Linked DNA regions of Hordeum vulgare: region 2 is linked to region 1. A link is a contact called in public Hi-C data. All regions are on one chromosome and are shown on one strand. The core of a region is the stretch at or near the end of the contact, and the rest is flanking DNA. Distances in the headings are between cores, read along the strand shown.

Evidence for each region. Hi-C and Micro-C count contacts between places; a contact is called where the count stands out from the background.
Region 2: a contact with region 1 is called in a Hi-C map of leaf, with 4 times the contacts expected there. The contact joins the promoter of LOC123395717 here to the promoter of LOC123398437 in region 1. A contact is called at or near these places in 2 of 6 Hi-C or Micro-C datasets (leaf and seedling).

The regions. Positions count from the first base shown.
Region 1 is chr5H:330,659,753-330,662,452 of MorexV3_pseudomolecules_assembly, reverse strand. LOC123398437 (protein trichome birefringence-like 34) reads left to right here and starts at 1,428. Exons shown (of 6, transcript XM_045092907.1): 1 at 1,428-1,511; 2 at 1,611-2,216. The coding sequence starts at 1,636.
Region 2 is chr5H:331,489,840-331,492,666 of MorexV3_pseudomolecules_assembly, reverse strand. LOC123395717 (ubiquitin-activating enzyme E1 2) reads right to left here and starts at 1,315. Exons shown (of 7, transcript XM_045090746.1): 1 at 1,207-1,315; 2 at 766-1,126; 3 at 1-3. The coding sequence starts at 1,006.

The DNA.
Region 1 (2,700 bases), core at 179-2,678:
CATCTCAAATGCACGTTGCCAACTGCTTCTGCGGCAGATGTTACTAACTAGCCTTCCTTCTAAGGCTCGCCGCCGCGCTCAACTGACACAGCCTCCAGTACAGGTCAGGTCAGTAGTAATTGTACCCTTTGTCCATTCCTGCAAGTCAGATTGTTCCATCTTCCATGGGATATTGTTGGTGCTCATCAGTCATGCCTTTCATGTCTCTAGTCTCTACCAGCTGCATGCCATGCCTTTCATTCATGTCTCCACCAGCTGCATGCCATGCCATGCCATGCCATGGAGAATCTCAGAGAAAACGGAGTGAGCAGATTGTAGACTGGGTGACTGACCGGCTAGGACAGGGTTATATTGGGACATGATACCGAACAAAGCAGGTGTGGGCATAGAATTCTTTCCACCTAACACTTTATGCGGCCTCTGGGGCACTAGTGATCATTTCATACTGTGCTAGCTAGCTAGCTAGCTTGCTTGCTTGCTCAAAGAAGAGATTGCAGAGGAAAAGGGAGAGGCTGTTTGGTTGGCGCCGAGTAGGGCATGCAATTTGAAGATTCAGCACCAGACCTGCAGACCATATCAGGATTTATCATCTGTCATTCGCTCGCAGCTGACCAGCCAGGTAACGTACCTTCGGCAGATTAAATAGTCATAATGTCGCAACCAATCACATTATTGATATGCCCGGCTACTTCTGTCAGAAAAGAGATGTAAATGAAGGCCGAAAAAAGGCAAATCATTGATCATGTGGTGTTTGCCACTCGGATTAATCGACAACGCACCACCGTGTTGGAAAAGGGTCGGCCGGCATATATAAGTTAATTCATTCAGGAAGATCACAACTTTGACGCATGCATGCACACACAAACACACGTTAAGACGTGTTGACTGATCAGAAATACTCTACTTAAGTAGTAGTAGTAGTTAGCAGTAACATATAAGTACTAGATAAACATGGATTGATGAATACATTGATATATATACACACACACACACATGTATAGTGATGTGACCGTCCCGGTTAAGGTTGTTTAGCACTACTACATCAATTGGTAGTGAATTATGATTGCCATTTTGAAATGATGGAACAAGCATTACTGGACTTCACATTCAGGGGCCTCTGTACCAGTGGCTTTACATTAGCTTATTCTGAAGGCCAATTAGGTAAGGAACCAAGCAATTAATGCAAAAGACTTCTTTTCCGTCCATCACCTTTCCGTTTGCTTAATTTCTAAATATCATATTCTGAAAGTGACACGCGCAAACGCAACAACATAAATATATTTTGCTTTTTTGCTGGGCTAGCTCCACTATTCTTCAATGGCTGGTGTGACTCTGGTCTGGTGGATCGGATTGACAGAAGTGTCGGCACCAGAAACCAGCACTTGTACCTTTACCCCCCTTTGCTTTTATTAAACAAAACTAGCCTTACATTATGGACCTAGCTAGGCAGATCACATGCATGGAATGAGCATGAGCCTGACATATAAAATCATCTGCAAATCCAGAGCTGGGTAGAACAATCTTACAAACAGCCTCAAACTTTCAGTACCAAACCTGCTGCACATTCTTTCTTATATGCCCGAGTTGGCTTACAAGAGGTTGCATTGCAGGCAGGCGGTCAGGGCAGGGTGATCGATGATGATGAAGGTTAGCCCAAGGGTCAGCGTTCACGTTTGCTTGTGCAACACTAGACCTGGGAAGGAGTGCCCACATTACAATAAAAGAGGGGACATCACTCACCACAGCGCCACAGCCGATTCACCAGAGAAAATGAAGCCGGAGCAGGCCACCCACAACAAGATGGCGACGGCGACGTCCTCCCCGTCTCCTGTGCTCGGCCTGCGGGGCGTGGTGAGCTCCCTCGTCGCCTTCTTCATCGTCGTCAGCTCCGTCTCCCTGCTCTTCGACCGCGGCCACGAGTCGCAGGTGCAGCTGGCGGTCCAGCACCGGCACCAGGAGGTGAAGGTGGCCGCGGCGGGGCGCCGCGACGCGCAGGTGCAGTGGACGGACGAGCTCATGGGCGAGGCCGTGAGGGGCTCCGGGGAGGAGTGCAACTGGTCCTTGGGACGGTGGGTGTACGACAACGCCTCCCAGCCGCTCTACTCCGGCCTCAACTGCTCCTTCATCTTCGACGAGGTCGCCTGCGAGAAGTACGGCCGGAATGATACCAGGTACCAGCATTGGAGATGGCAGCCCGATGGATGTGATCTTCCAAGGTATGTCTGGTTTTGTTACATACATTCATGTTTCTTTTTCTTGAATGAATAAGTTGAGAGTCTAGTTTCCAGCCGCTCTACTTCGAAATTTTGTTTATGCATGCCAACCAAAAATACCGCACTGTACTACGTATATGCTCTGTCACTGTTGCAAAATTTCGAAATTGAACTCTTTCTGGAATATATAAGGGAACTAAAAGCTTAGTAGCTGCTTGGTCTCTAGCTGAAAGCCTGAAACCAAAGGATGCATTTTTTTTTTGACCGGAACGGCAGGTGCTCTGCCTTTTCATTAAAGTAGAGGGAAAGCTGTACAGACTGAGATAACCTCAGCAAGAAAATCGAAAGAAAGTGGTCCGATGCTGCACAAAACAGCCCGGCTGTACATGTCTCACAAGACTACTCCCTGGCCTCCATAAGGAGGCCTAAATCATCTCTAATGAGCAAGCAAACCCCCTCAACTGACTTCTGCTCATTCCGAAAGATA
Region 2 (2,827 bases), core at 66-2,565, 830 kb before region 1:
TTGCTGCAGGAATACATGGGTATTAAATCAATTGTAAGCCTAAAGCTTAATTTCAGTCTGTCAAAACCTCCTCAAGTTTTAAAAGTTCAGTTCTTACCGACTGCCAAGATCCTAACTATGTGCAGTGCGGTGCAGTGCAGAAGTTCTCCCATCATAATGGCATTGTGTAATTAAGGATTAAAGGGGCACTGATAGGGTAACACAAAAGACGCTCATTTCAACACACGCATAAAAGTTTTGGTATGATGGTTTAGGTAGTACTCCCTATGTAAACTAATATAATATGTTTTAGATCTGTAATTTAGTGATCTAAAAGATCTTACATTAGTTTACAGAGGGAGTACTTGCCAGTGCATCTACCTTGTGATAAACAGCACTAGTTACAAAACTAGGTACAGATAAGTTCTGGCTTGGTGGTTTGAGCTCAAATCATACAAGACATGATAATAAGAGCCCATCTAGCTAAGAGGGCAATCCCGATCAGTGTGTTTGGTCTAGCAACAACATCAGCTGAGCCAGAGCAGAACCAACAGCTCAAGATAGCAATGACGAGCAGCAAATTTGTTTACGAGAAGCATAATAGGAATCCCTAGGTCGCTGAGCTACATGAGATCGAGCAATGGGTGAAAAGGAATTACTAATTTCCTTTTTTGAAGCTAACATACTTCCCACGTATACAAGGTATCAAATCAAGGAAAGAGATTATTATTATAAAAAAAGAGTAAAAAAGCAGCTCTATTAGAAGAGCGCCTGGGCTGCACGTACCGATCTCGGCACCGAGACCCTGAAGTCCAGAGACGAGGACGTTGGAGCCGAAGAGGCGCTTCATGGTCTCGCGGCCATAGACGGCGAGCTGGCGACTGTGCAGGTCCTCGTCGATCTCGTTCCCCCTCCGTGCCATGGCTGCGTCTCCTTCCTCCCTGGCCGTCTCCCCCTCCCCGGCGCGGGTTTTCTTCTGCAAGTCCTCGACCTCGCCGGCGACGATCTCCCGCTTCCGGGGAAGCATATAGCGCGCGACGCCGCCGAGGAGCCCGAGGACGGCCGCCGACGCAGCGAAGAGCAGGCAGTAGTAGACGGCCGCCGGGAGCTGCCGCGTCAGATCCAGCGCGTGCGACCGCCGCGAAACCTGCACCGGCCGGGCACGTCGTGAGGCGGGGAGGGCGGGGAAGCGGGCGGGTAAGGCAGGGCGGATCCGGCGGAACTCACCTTGGATTCGCCTGTCGCGTCGGGGAAGGAAGCAGGCGAGGGACGGTCCGTCTAGGGTTTCTGGGCTGGGACTGGAGGACCGGATTGCAAAATCTCGGCGGTTGTTGCTGGAGGCGGCTAGCTAATATGTTGATGGGGTGACGGGTGGGTCCCACGTGTCGGTCGGACGGGATTGCGCGTGTGCTTTTCTTGCTGGCGGGGAAACGAAGGAGCACCTGTCCTCTCTGGAAAGAACGAGGAGGCTGCGAGGTGGGCCGAAAGGTCAACTTACAAGTGGCCCCAATTGTTCTCAAGGTCGGACCCGCACTTTGTACTTTAATTAATGTTTCTACAACGAACTACCGTGTCGTAAAACGCGTTGAGGTGTCCTGGGATTTCGAGGTTCACGCCAGTTTTGGATGACCACGGCAAAGCATATACGGAGGGGCCTCAAACAAGCTACTGGATGCAAAAAAAAATTGTACTCACTTGTCCCAAAATAAATGTTATTGATTTAGTATAAAACTAGCAAATATGCCCGTGCGTTGCAACGGAGACAAAAAATATTATGTGCTATAGCCATATAAGCGTTTTTTAGGATTGATTCAATATCCTCACGTATGAACATCCGCTCTTTTAACATGGTGGCTCATCATGTTGCCACTTAACTTTCTCTCCCACCCTCATTGATGATGGTCACGATGTTTACGTGATCACAATACATCCAACATGCTAAATTCTAAGGTAATGAGCTTGCCACTACATGTCACACTTGTCATTATGTTGCGTAAGCAAATATTTAAAAGTTTAAAAACAAATCTCATCGACCACGAACTACTCCCACGTCTATACATATAAAGACTTTAGAAAATCTAATCAAATCCTAGACATAGAAGACTTTGAATTGGTTAATACTCCCTCCGTCCCAAAATTCTCGTCTTACATTTTTCTAAATATGAATGTATCTAGTCATGTTTTAGTATTTTGATACAATCATTTCTAGACAAATCTAAGGAAAAAAAATTGGGATGGAGGGAGTAGCTTTTAAATCGTCATTTTTTGAAATTTTGGATTTTCACAAAAAAAATCACGAACATCAGTTTTGTTTACGAAGATTTTCTGAAATGCATAAATTTTTCTCAAGTTTATGAGCATTTTTTGACTCAGCAAACATTTTTTTATATCACTCAACCTTTAAAAGTCAGGGAACAAATTTTAAAAAATGTGTTTTCTCTTTTTGTGTACATTTTCTAAATTAGATGGACACTTATTTCAGATCCCAAATATGTTTTGAACGCACGATCATTTTTTCAAAATCATGAGCATGATCATTTCCCGACTATTTTTTCAAATCGTGATTATTTTACAAATACACAAGTATTGTTTGAATCCACAAAACTTTTATGATTTCCTAAAAAAATTGAATTCACATACATTTTATAATTTTGCGAACAGTTTTTACAATTCACCACTTTTGAAATTTCGAAATGCCAAATTAATTTATAGAAGGATGAGAACAGAATGAGAAAAGAAGAAAGAAAAAACGAAAGAAAAAATAGAAGAGTCCAACCCCGTACAGCTCGTGAAAGGAGAACACTGCATGAGAAAAATGAAAGGAAAAATTGTACAGAGTGGGGTTTGA